Linked DNA regions of Zea mays: regions 2, 3 and 4 are each linked to region 1. The links are chromatin contacts, called in public Hi-C maps. All regions are on one chromosome and are shown on one strand. Each heading gives the region's core, a stretch centred on a gene start, on an enhancer-like site or on the middle of the called end of the contact. The rest is flanking DNA. Distances are from core to core; before and after follow the strand shown.

What was found. Hi-C and Micro-C count contacts between places; a contact is called where the count stands out from the background.
Region 2: a contact with region 1 is called in a Hi-C map of leaf, with 2.8 times the contacts expected there. The contact joins the promoter of LOC100285594 here to the promoter of LOC100276690 in region 1. A contact is called at or near these places in 6 of 25 Hi-C or Micro-C datasets (ear, leaf, leaf mesophyll and 2 more).
Region 3: a Hi-C map of leaf shows a contact between it and region 1, with 5 times the contacts expected there. The contact joins the promoter of LOC100284472 here to the promoter of LOC100276690 in region 1. A contact is called at or near these places in 9 of 25 Hi-C or Micro-C datasets (bundle sheath, ear, endosperm and 4 more) and 1 of 3 datasets of contacts at active chromatin or transcription factors (leaf).
Region 4: a Hi-C map of endosperm shows a contact between it and region 1, with 4 times the contacts expected there. The contact joins the promoter of LOC100272725 here to the promoter of LOC100276690 in region 1. A contact is called at or near these places in 6 of 25 Hi-C or Micro-C datasets (bundle sheath, ear, endosperm and 3 more).

The regions. Positions count from the first base shown.
Region 1 is chr1:191,857,617-191,860,203 of Zm-B73-REFERENCE-NAM-5.0, forward strand. It overlaps LOC100276690 (60S ribosomal protein L31-like), which reads left to right and starts at 1,281. Exons shown (of 2, transcript NM_001291563.2): 1 at 1,281-1,449; 2 at 2,233-2,587. The coding sequence starts at 1,361. The coding sequence ends at 2,512. It overlaps LOC100273018, which reads left to right. Exons shown (of 11, transcript NM_001147468.1): 10 at 185-237; 11 at 378-825. The coding sequence ends at 455.
Region 2 is chr1:192,271,057-192,273,643 of Zm-B73-REFERENCE-NAM-5.0, forward strand. It overlaps LOC100285594, which reads left to right and starts at 1,316. Exons shown (of 3, transcript NM_001372307.1): 1 at 1,316-1,483; 2 at 2,101-2,587. The coding sequence starts at 2,220.
Region 3 is chr1:192,173,283-192,175,869 of Zm-B73-REFERENCE-NAM-5.0, forward strand. It overlaps LOC100284472, which reads left to right and starts at 1,307. Exons shown (of 7, transcript NM_001157367.2): 1 at 1,307-1,614; 2 at 2,319-2,587. The coding sequence starts at 2,338.
Region 4 is chr1:191,589,441-191,592,027 of Zm-B73-REFERENCE-NAM-5.0, forward strand. LOC100272725 reads left to right here and starts at 1,302. Exons shown (of 1, transcript NM_001147178.2): 1 at 1,302-2,514. The coding sequence starts at 1,419. The coding sequence ends at 1,949.

The DNA.
Region 1 (2,587 bases), core at 31-2,530:
TAACCAGTGCAGAACATTACGATACCGAAAACAAACACATCGCATCACCTGCTTGTATCCTACTGTTGTTTCTTTGTGGTGATGTGGTCTCAACCAGGAGTACTTTGTTTAGTTGCAAATGTGATTCCTGAGTCAGTTTTGAGATCTTTACTACTTGGCCATAAATTTTGTTCTTTTGGACTAGGTTTATGCACCAGCATGCCACCGGAGAGGATGCTACCTTTTGCTGCACGAGTGGTAAGGCACCTTTCATAAATGTACTCTGTTGCAACTTGCAAAATACTTAGAGGAAGATGCCACGTGTAATTGCACATCAGAATGCATGGGTTGCTCGCCTTGTTCTCTTATAGATGGAAGTGTTTGTGTGCAATACGCAGGCTGGTTGTGGTTGCAGAGGTCTGGGGGCTCGAACCAGCCTTCCCCATCGCGCAGACCCACGCCTGGCTGGCTATTGATCCGAATTCAGAAGGGCTGCATCCTCCATGACCACCTGCCTGCACCCCGTCCAATGGTTGTGAATATTCCAGTCCCGATCAGATCAAATAAGTCATCAACTATTAGCAGCACATGAAGACTATCATTGTGATAGCTATTATTTTGCGATGATTATGCAACTATATGGTTCCAACTTGCTAGCTCCAGGCATACCAGGCCTGTGCACCTTTTACGGGTGTAGAAAGTTATACAAATTCCGATTGTCACGAGGTGTGGTGTGCCCTAATCAAAGCTAAAGGTGAAATTATCAAAACGATACAAAATCGATTGTAAAGAGGTCTTGAAGTTTAAGACCCATTAAATTTTCTATCAATAAATGTAGTCTAATGTATCTATCATTCACACAAATCTTCTTTTGCGACCCATGTCGAGACTCTATGCTTTTATGTTGTGTGTCTATCTAATATAATTATAAAGCTCACTATCTAAAAATCTAATACAATAAAGTATTCCCAAATTAGAATTCGTTGTAGTCTTTTAGTGGATTTATACAATAATTCATGTATTTTATACAATAATTGATTTATACAATAATTGATGTATTTTGTATATGCTTTTATGTTCGCTAATTTGGTTTAGCGCCTATTTTTGGATCCCAGTTGCTAAAATCAGCACTATGTCTAGATGCCAATTAGAAGGTGACATTTAAGCCACATACAGCCCACGGGCCACGGGGACCGAGCAATGGGCGCATGAATGGGCTAGCACACCATCCGGCCCATGTAGCCACGTCGTTCTGTGGGCAGCTCATATAAAATGCAACCCCAGTATCCGGTAGGGTTTTCCTCTCGCGCCGCCGCGGAACACAACACCGCACCACACTACCCAGCGGAATCCGCCCACCCGCACCCGGAGCAGAGGAGATATGTCGCAGGGGAAGGGAGGAGCGTCGAGGAAGGAGGAGGTGGTCACCAGGGAGTACACCATCAACCTCCACAAGCGCCTCCACGGCTGGTACTTCTCCCTCTGGCCACCTTGCTGCGGGGGCTGCACACTGTTCTCGCTGCGAGATCTGGCTCGCTTGCGAGATTCTTCGTCTCGCTGCTGATAGTATTTAGGCGCGGTAGCGGATGGTTTTTTCTATTCGATACTACTCGTAGACGAGATCTGGCTCAACTAGTGTATGTTCTGTGTGATCAGTTATATACTATTCGTACTCTGCTTAGGAGCACGAGGAGATGAAACAGTACGATGACCTTGCCTGCTTGTGGTTTGTAGTATTTGTAGCGGCACTGGTTTGGTATTTTCCTCATTTCATTTGCTAATTAGTTTGTCGAAAGGTAAATGTAATAGGCATCTAGCTCCGCCCTTTATTACCATTTGGAATTGCAAAATTTGCTGCCAGTTAGGAATTGATGAACCTATATTGAGAAGGCAGATATAGCCTGTATATGCTCAATTAACATTCTTATCAGGTAAAATTCTAGTGACTGTTAGAGTTTGCTTTTAACAAACCATGCAAGGCTTAGAAACCTCATGAATCATGACTAATGAGATAGTGTGCATTTCATTGATTTTGGCTTTGTCTATGTATGAGTATACTCAAATTGTTAAGCATGACTAGAAGGTTGGCTGCTTTGATCCAATGTGTTTTTTTCAGTTGCTGAATGCTTATCCAAGTGTCTTCTGTTATCTGCATGACCTCTCGTTCCTGCTTGACATTGTACTGTTACTGTAATTGAAGGTTACTGAATGCCGCGATCCCACTTCTTACCAACATTTTCTCATGTCTGGCAGCACATTCAAGAAGAAGGCACCCAACGCCATCAAGGAGATCAGGAAGTTTGCGCAGAAGGCCATGGGCACCACGGACATTAGGATTGATGTGAAGCTCAACAAGCACATCTGGAGCAGCGGGATCAGGAGCGTGCCGCGGAGGGTTCGTGTGAGGATCGCCCGCAAGAGGAACGACGAGGAGGATGCCAAGGAGGAGCTCTACTCCCTTGTCACCGTCGCGGAGATCCCCGCCGAGGGCTTGAAAGGGCTGGGGACCAAGGTCGTTGACGATACCGATTAAGCTGTCGCGTTATCTACATCTTTAGAGAGTTCCTAGTTTGTATTTGCAACAGCAAAACCTTTTGTATTCACAAAG
Region 2 (2,587 bases), core at 66-2,565, 410 kb after region 1:
ATTAGAATTTTTGTCTTTTTTGTAACTGCTAGAGCAAGATGAATTTGACCATGAAAAATTTTGTATATAGATGAGGTAAACACAGATGTACATTCATGTTTTTTTTCAATTTTTTTGGAACTTTTTTAGTAGATTTGCACGGAGTCTGCATCAAAACATGATTTGTATTATATATGTTCCCTTCTTTTAATTATATACATTTATTAATTATATACATTTAGTTCTAGTAAGGTTATACTACAGCAATAGTGGAGAGAAATAAAATGAACTTTTTTTCAGCAGAAAAGGCAGCACCAGCCGGGCGGCCGGGCCTGTAACCACCGCACGGAGTGGATCTGATTTCGCACCCGGGCCAACTCAACGGCCCAAAGACCGTAGGAAGTGGATCCATTCCGTAAACCTCCAAATGGGCCGGCATCTTCCTTCCTGCTTGTCAGCTTGTGTGTGTGTGGGGGGTTCCTGTGGAAGATACGTCGAACCTGGACGCTTAGCTCAAAATGGCGTCCAAGTTCAACGAACCGCCGCTACTGTACATGGAAATGCAGATGTGACGATTGGCCGGGGGGCATTCCTGCGTCTCGAAAACGGAACGGGTGGAGACTGAATCAGCAACGCATCGTCGTCGTAATGGCAAGCGATAACAGCGAGCGTAGCAATCTTTTTTTTTCTTGTCTTATTCACGGCCAAAATCCGGTGATGATGTCGAAAAACGCGAGGAATGCCGCCGTCACGCGTGAGATCGGCGAGGAATGCCGGCTCGTTTTTTCTCTCCACGTCACGAGACAAAACAGGAACAGCTTGGTTTCCCCGTGTTTGAGCTGTCAGTACAAGGAAAAGGAATTAACCCCGAGCACTTTGGCTCTATCCGATAGTAATTTTGATTTAGGATTTGCTTCGATTTTTTTTTGGTAAATGAAAAGATTTGCCTCATCTGGTATATATAAAAATCACGAGAACACAGAGGACGGTCGGTTTCTCGCTTTTGAAGGATGGAGATGCCTGTGGGTGTGGCCAGGATAAATTTGGCCCGCTATGACGGAACGGAACGGTTCTCCGCTGCAAAAATCAAAACGATTCTTTTCTATTTTTATAGATAGAAGATGAAATCCTGCGGTTATTACAAATAAATAACAGCATCACGCCTGGCACAGCTCAGTAGTCCGTGATCTTCCGTGGAAGATGAGGTGTGGCCTACCTCACACGCCACTGCGCGGTGCGCGCAGACGGGCATCGCGCCACGACAGACGAGTGCCGGGTTGCCCCCCACCCCACCCTTTTTTGGCTCGCACGCTCTCCCTCGCGCTCGTCGGTTCGTGCGTCTTGTTCCCACCGCCGCCGCTCTCCCTCATCTCCTTCCAATTTTTCTTCCAAATAAAAACCAGCCGCAGCGGGAGGTGGCGCGACGCGAACCCACCCACCCTGCGAACCCGGCCGCGAAATTCTCCTCTCGGATTCCGCCGCCGCGAACCGTCCCCTCGACGAGGTACGCATCGACGGCTTCGTCGGACCAGAGTTCCTGTTTTCATTGCGCTTCATTCTCGGGGGGGGGGGGGGGGGGGGGGGGGGGGGGGGGGGGAGTGCTTTGGCGATGTCGGGGACGGCGAATCGTCTCCGTCCCCAGGCGCGAGTCCGCTCCCTGCGGCGGTCACGGTTCGTTCGGGGTTCGGATTGCCCCGTCGTCGGATGCTGTGCAGGGACCGCCATCGGGGGGTTGGTGCGGTCGTTGGATTGGTTTTTGGGGGGGTTCAAGTTCCCCTTCGTTTCAGAAAAAATGGCCGTGTGTGTAGAATAATACGTATCCATTTATTTTTTCTTCTTCTAGAGCGTCATGCTTGCCAATCATTTTAGCCCGAGCAGTGCTAGTGGATGCCTATGGACGGCGAGTCTGCGAGGGTTGCTCGGATTTGTTGCTCGGTTTTGCCTACCGTTCGTAGTTCGATCATCGCAGTGGACTAACATGTCCTGATTGCCAGAAAACGTAGCTTTCATTGCTAAGGTTATCCCTTAGTGACTTGCATTGTAGACTTGTAGTAGTATTTTCTCTTCTTCTTCACAAAATGAAATAAAGGTTCTGACCACATGCATATATATACTGTGCAGGCTGCTGCCGTAGAATTTTCTTATCATTCGAATAGTTGATGAGCGAGAATACAGAGCAAGAATCTTGATGGTGCGTGTGGTACAACTTGGTTAAGGAAAGCTGACTGCTTGAAGTGACCATGTTGGACCATCTTGCTATCATTGCGTCTGAGTTAGGGGACGACGCAACGGATTTTGAGGTTGATGGCATCGACAACCTCAGCGAGAACGATGTCAGCGACGAGGAGATCGATGCCGACGAGCTCGCCCGACGAATGTGGAAGGACAAGGTCAAGCTCAAGAGGATCAGGGAGAGGCAGCAGAAGCTTGCCCTGCAGCGGCTGGAGCTGGAGAAGACCAAGACAAAGAAGATTTCAGACCAAGCCCTCCGGAAGAAGATGACGAGGGCCCAGGACGGGATCCTCAAGTACATGCTCAAGCTGATGGAGGTGTGCAATGCCCGAGGGTTCGTGTACGGGATCATTCCTGAGAAAGGTAAGCCTGTCAG
Region 3 (2,587 bases), core at 57-2,556, 320 kb after region 1:
CACTCTAAATCCTTGTGTGTTCTTCCCGTTTCCACCTAACAGTCAAAATGCTTAGGCCCCTCCTCATCTAAGGATTTAGGACAGGTGCATTCCGCCACCCGGCCGGAGATTTCCTCTCCGACAGTCCCGAAGTACTGATTTCTTTTCTCATGGATGGATGAATGGATCATGGTTCGTGGATGAGTGCTTGTCGATGTGGTGATGTCTGAAATCTGGATAGTTTGTGCTAGATGTTAGTACCTAGTTAGCCCTTAATTGGGGATGGGGATCCATTGGGGGCCTGAAACCCGAACGGGGATGTGTATGGGATGAGTTTTGCACCCATGATGGATATGTGGATAGGTATGAGGATGGATCAAACATGATGCGAATGGGTCTGGGATGCTATAACCCGGTGGGGAATTTCCCATTGACATCTCTACTTTTGAGCATTATACTATTGGCTTGGCCTTATGATCACTTCTATGACTTAGACAAACCTATCCTTAGTCCATTCAACCAGTCTAGGTCACAAAGTCTTCATCGTTTTGATCTTCCCAACTTAATTACGCAGTTTCTTTTAAACTTAGCTCCTGTAACATCTTTTTCATATCTAATCATTATAACCATTTCAGTATGTTCCAAAATGTTCCTGGGGCCTTTTAGAACTTACCCAAACGCTGAAACCACTCAAGGTTATTTTCTTCCAAATTATGCCCTACTCACTTAGTTTTGAGTTGTTTCTCACTTGAGTCTTCCATGTTTATTCTCATGAACCTGTGACCATACACTTAGCAAAATAGTTACTTCATATTGTTATGATGAGCATCAAACACCAAAAAACATATAAATGACTTAAAGCCCATTCTCCTTTCACTTCTGGTTCCTCAACGGGCTACGGCTAATGCGGCACCAACATTGAACGACCAAAAACAGTGTTAGATGGTCTAGATCTAGATTTAGATGATGAAATAGAGAGAAGAAGGTAAAGGAGAATACTTCGCCTGCGTAGCTGGATTACTGGGGTCGCCTGTGAGGAACCACCGAATATCAAAACTGATTTAGTCTAAAACAAATTATACTTTTGGGATAGAGAGAATATTTGACACACTGGTTAACCTTAAGTACTTGACGCACTGGTTAACCTTAGGCCCAACCGCCCAAGCATCCACATAAGAATTTTGTAGAAACGTAAGGGCCAGGATAGCCCAGCAACCCTCGAACGGGCCCGGCCCATGTGAATCGTACCGTGGCGCAACCCCGCTTGTCCGTCCGTGCTCTCGTTGGGTAGTAGGTTGGCGAATCCTCCAGAACTTGAGCTTTCCGCATCCTCCGACCGAGACGAGGCAGAAACCTTCCTCGATCTCCCCTTCCCCTTCCCTCGCTGTAATTCCATCTCCGTCTCCATCTCGTTCCCACCACGCCGCTCCCTGTCGCGGTGTCGCCATTGCCCCGGCTTCCAAGCAAAATCCCGCTTGCCTCGCCCCAAGCATTCCTGCTTTCACCCGGCCGCCACTCTTCCCCAGTCCCCGCCACTCAAGGAAGGCGGAGGATTTTATCTAGTCTTGCAGCGCGGCCGTCTCCGTCCCGCCTTCTGCGCCTCCTGTGGCGTTTGGAGCATCTTCCAATTTTAAGGTATTTCTCATTTGGGCTCACCATGTTATGAAAGAGCGGAGGTATTGCGCACTGCTCGTTAGTAGCAATTATACTGTGTATGCATAATGCATCTCGTTCGTTAGCTTGTCATATCGCGTCTGCGACGACTGACGAAGCCATGGATTCGCGCTGTGGATTCATGCCATCGAATAACGGTTCACCCTGTAAAAGGGTTCACCCGAGAATGTGATGTTATCTGAATGACTGGATCCGGCGGACACCTCTTTCGGCGATCCGTGGCTTCCCTTGCGCCCCATGTTTTCTCAAGATTTGCGTTAGTTGACTACTCTAGTCTAGACTGAGGGCAAGTAAAGAATAAAACCATATGTGTTGCGTTGTTTAGTACTTTAGTAGGCAACCACCATATAAGAAGGCAGGATTTGCGTTGCTCAGTGTGGCTTCCTGAATGTGAAGCGAGTCGTGCAGTCGACAACGTTGCTGTTTCTGTTGTCATTGTCTTGGTGACGCCGATATCCTGCGCTCTTGTGGATAATTTCAAGGTTCAAGACACACTATATAAATTGTTGTTGCCGGTATGCGTGTGTTTTGCTGCTTGAACGATTCGCGGTCAGATCTCAGATGAACTAGGTATTTGGTTCCGGGCAATGCTCTCTATTTCGAGGCTAATGCGTCCATATCTTGCTGTGCTATTCCTGACATGCCATTTCCACATTACTCTGCAGCTGACACTACTTGAACTTAATGCGGCTCTACGCACCTGCGCTCTGTCTGCTGCGATCAAGCACACATCCCCACCCTAATCAGTTCCGTGCAGGATTCACGCAGAGCATGGCCTCCTGGAAGTGCTCGCACTCGCCGTCAAGCCCGTACCTTGCGAAGTCGGGTTTAGTCGATTCTTCTCTTAACAGGAATGTAAAGTCTTCTCAGCCACAAAGTATAAAATACTTTGTCAGCTTAATGGGCCAGCAGTTCCGTTGCGGATTGTCAACCA
Region 4 (2,587 bases), core at 52-2,551, 270 kb before region 1:
AGGAAAAATTTAGGGGTAACGCTTGCGCATATCCTGAACCGTGGAAAGTTCCTGCACTAAGCACGTGAAGTGTGTTGCGTCTTGCACTAGCATTAGCCGCCTTCGGGTGAGGAAAAACCGCACGCAGATAGTAGTGGCTCTCCAGCGCAGCCGAGCGTCAGCCTTGTGTGTGCCTGCCATCACGGGAGCATAGATTACGCTGGAGGTGCCTTGTGTGCGTCTTAAAAGATAATCCAGTTGCATCATGGTGATAAAGTAGTGTCATGGACACGGCAGCATCCCAGGCAAGGCATGGTACATTCGGCTTCGACGGGCCCTTCTTTCTCTCGAGGTTTGACGGGGTACGCTTGCCAGGAAAAATATCGAGGGTCAACACCAAACGCTGGTTTTTCTCAACACCTCCTTGTCCCTAAAAAACACAATACAATGAATATCTTATATATACTCACTGTTTTTTAAATATTGCGCTGGTCAAGCTTTATTAATTTTGACTAAAAAATTATTAGTAGCGTTTGTAACTCCACGCTGTTTGTGCTCTCTCAAGTAGGTTGTACCCAGGTGATCTTGTTTTTTTAGCGAATGGGACCATGATTAGCAGCTGATCTTGTTTTTTTAGCGAATGGATTAGCTGCTGCTGAAGGCGAGGGATGGGAAGGAAAGAAAAAAAAAGAGACGACGATTCTTCCCCCTTGTGGCGGCCAACAGGGTGGTCGTAGTTGCCGCATGCGTCGCGGCTCCGGGACATTGAAAACAATATCACCTTGGATTTGGTCTCTCTGGCGTAGGGTCCTCTCTCCTCGCCCTCTTGCGTGACAGACACAGAGAAGCTTGCCGTTACGTAGCCCGCGCAGCCGCCGCCGTGCGCCGTAGCCACGACACGAGTAGTAAAGTTGCGTACTCCTTCCTACGAACCGACCGACAACACAAAAAAAAAAAAAAAAACCGTCAACAGCGGTCACGTGCGCAGTGGATGGATGGGTGGGGAGGGAGAGGGAGGAGCATTTGGGCCTGGGCGGCGGCCGGCGTCGACTAAATGCGAATCCGCCGAGGCACAGCCAGCTAGCACAAAGATCAAAGTTCCATTCCACCACATTACAGGCTTGCTGACAGGCACACAAGATTACTCCTCCCCCCCCCCCCCCCCCCCCCCCCCCGCCGTCCCAACGCCGTACCCAGGGGCCAGGGGTGGGCGGGCGCACCGCACCGCACGTCGCTGTCGCGCGTCGGCCCGGAGAACGCGTACGCCGCCCGTCTCCTCCCTCCCCGCGATAAAAGGCCTTCCCCTCCTCCCCAGCCCCCACCAGCTCAGGCCAGCCGTGCGGCAGCTTCTCCCCTCGCCTCCCCCCCTCGTCTCCGCACAGAGAGGGCTCCTCGCTGCCGTGTGCCGGGCTTCACTTTCCCCTCTCGTCTCCTCTCCCATGGCTCAGCGCGACAAGAAGGTGGAGGAGCCGACGGAGCTGCGCGCGCCGGAGCTCACGCTGTGCGCCAACAGCTGCGGCTTCCCGGGCAACCCGGCCACCAACAACCTCTGCCAGGCCTGCTTCCTGGCCGCCACGGCTTCCTCCTCCGCCTCCGCCTCCGTCTCGCCGCCGCCGCCCTCCTCCTCCTCCTCGTCGCCGGCGGTGCTCCAGTTCGACGAGCAGCAGCAGCAGCAAAATCCGAGGCCGCGTGCGCCGGCGGCGTCCGGGCCCACGGAGGAACCGCCCAGGCCGGCCCGGGCGTCAGCTCCGGCTCCGGCTCCGGCGTCGTCCTCGTCCGTCCGCCGGTGCCAGACCTGCCGCAAGCGGGTGGGGCTCACGGGCTTCCGCTGCCGCTGCGGAGACCTCTTCTGCGGCGCGCACCGCTACTCGGACCGCCACGACTGCTGCTTCGACTACAGGGCCGCCGGCCGCGACGCCATCGCCAGGGACAACCCCGTCGTGCGCGCCGCCAAGATCGTTAGGTTCTAGGCGTCTCGGATCCGGCCGGAGGAGCTAGCTAGCTAGCTAGGGGCGGGCACACACACGCACACGCGGTGATGGGCGCCGAGATCCGTCGCCGGTCCTCATCGCCCTCTATAGTCCGTCCCCCCTTCCTCTCCTCCTCTCCCTCTTTGATTGTCCTCTCCTTTTCTTCTTGCTGTCATCTATTTTTATTGCGAGGGGGAAAAATGATTTGATGGTCACCGATCGATCCGTCCTTGGAGGGTGTTGGTTATGTGTTGATCGCCATGCTGTTCTAGAAAATTATTCCGTCTACGAGGACGACGATCGACGAGAAGCGTCGAAAAAGAGAGGGGAGAGAGAATGAAGACGAAAAGAATAGTGCGATGATAACGTTGTTGTTGTTGTTTGTAGCGGTGGTGGTGGTGGCTGGTGGAAGCGATATGGTTCGGTTCGGTTCGGTGTGCTCTTGTCCTGCTGCGAATCACAAATTCCTGTTGAATTTTTTTTATATATCTTTGTATAAAACGAAATTGAAAATGTTTATATGGTGTGCCATGACAGCTATAATACTACCCATTTCATTCGTGTTTGTGTTTGCTCTTGTGTTGTGGTGGTGACCGGTGCGGTGTGCTCTACCACACCATCATGGTTGGTTGGATGGA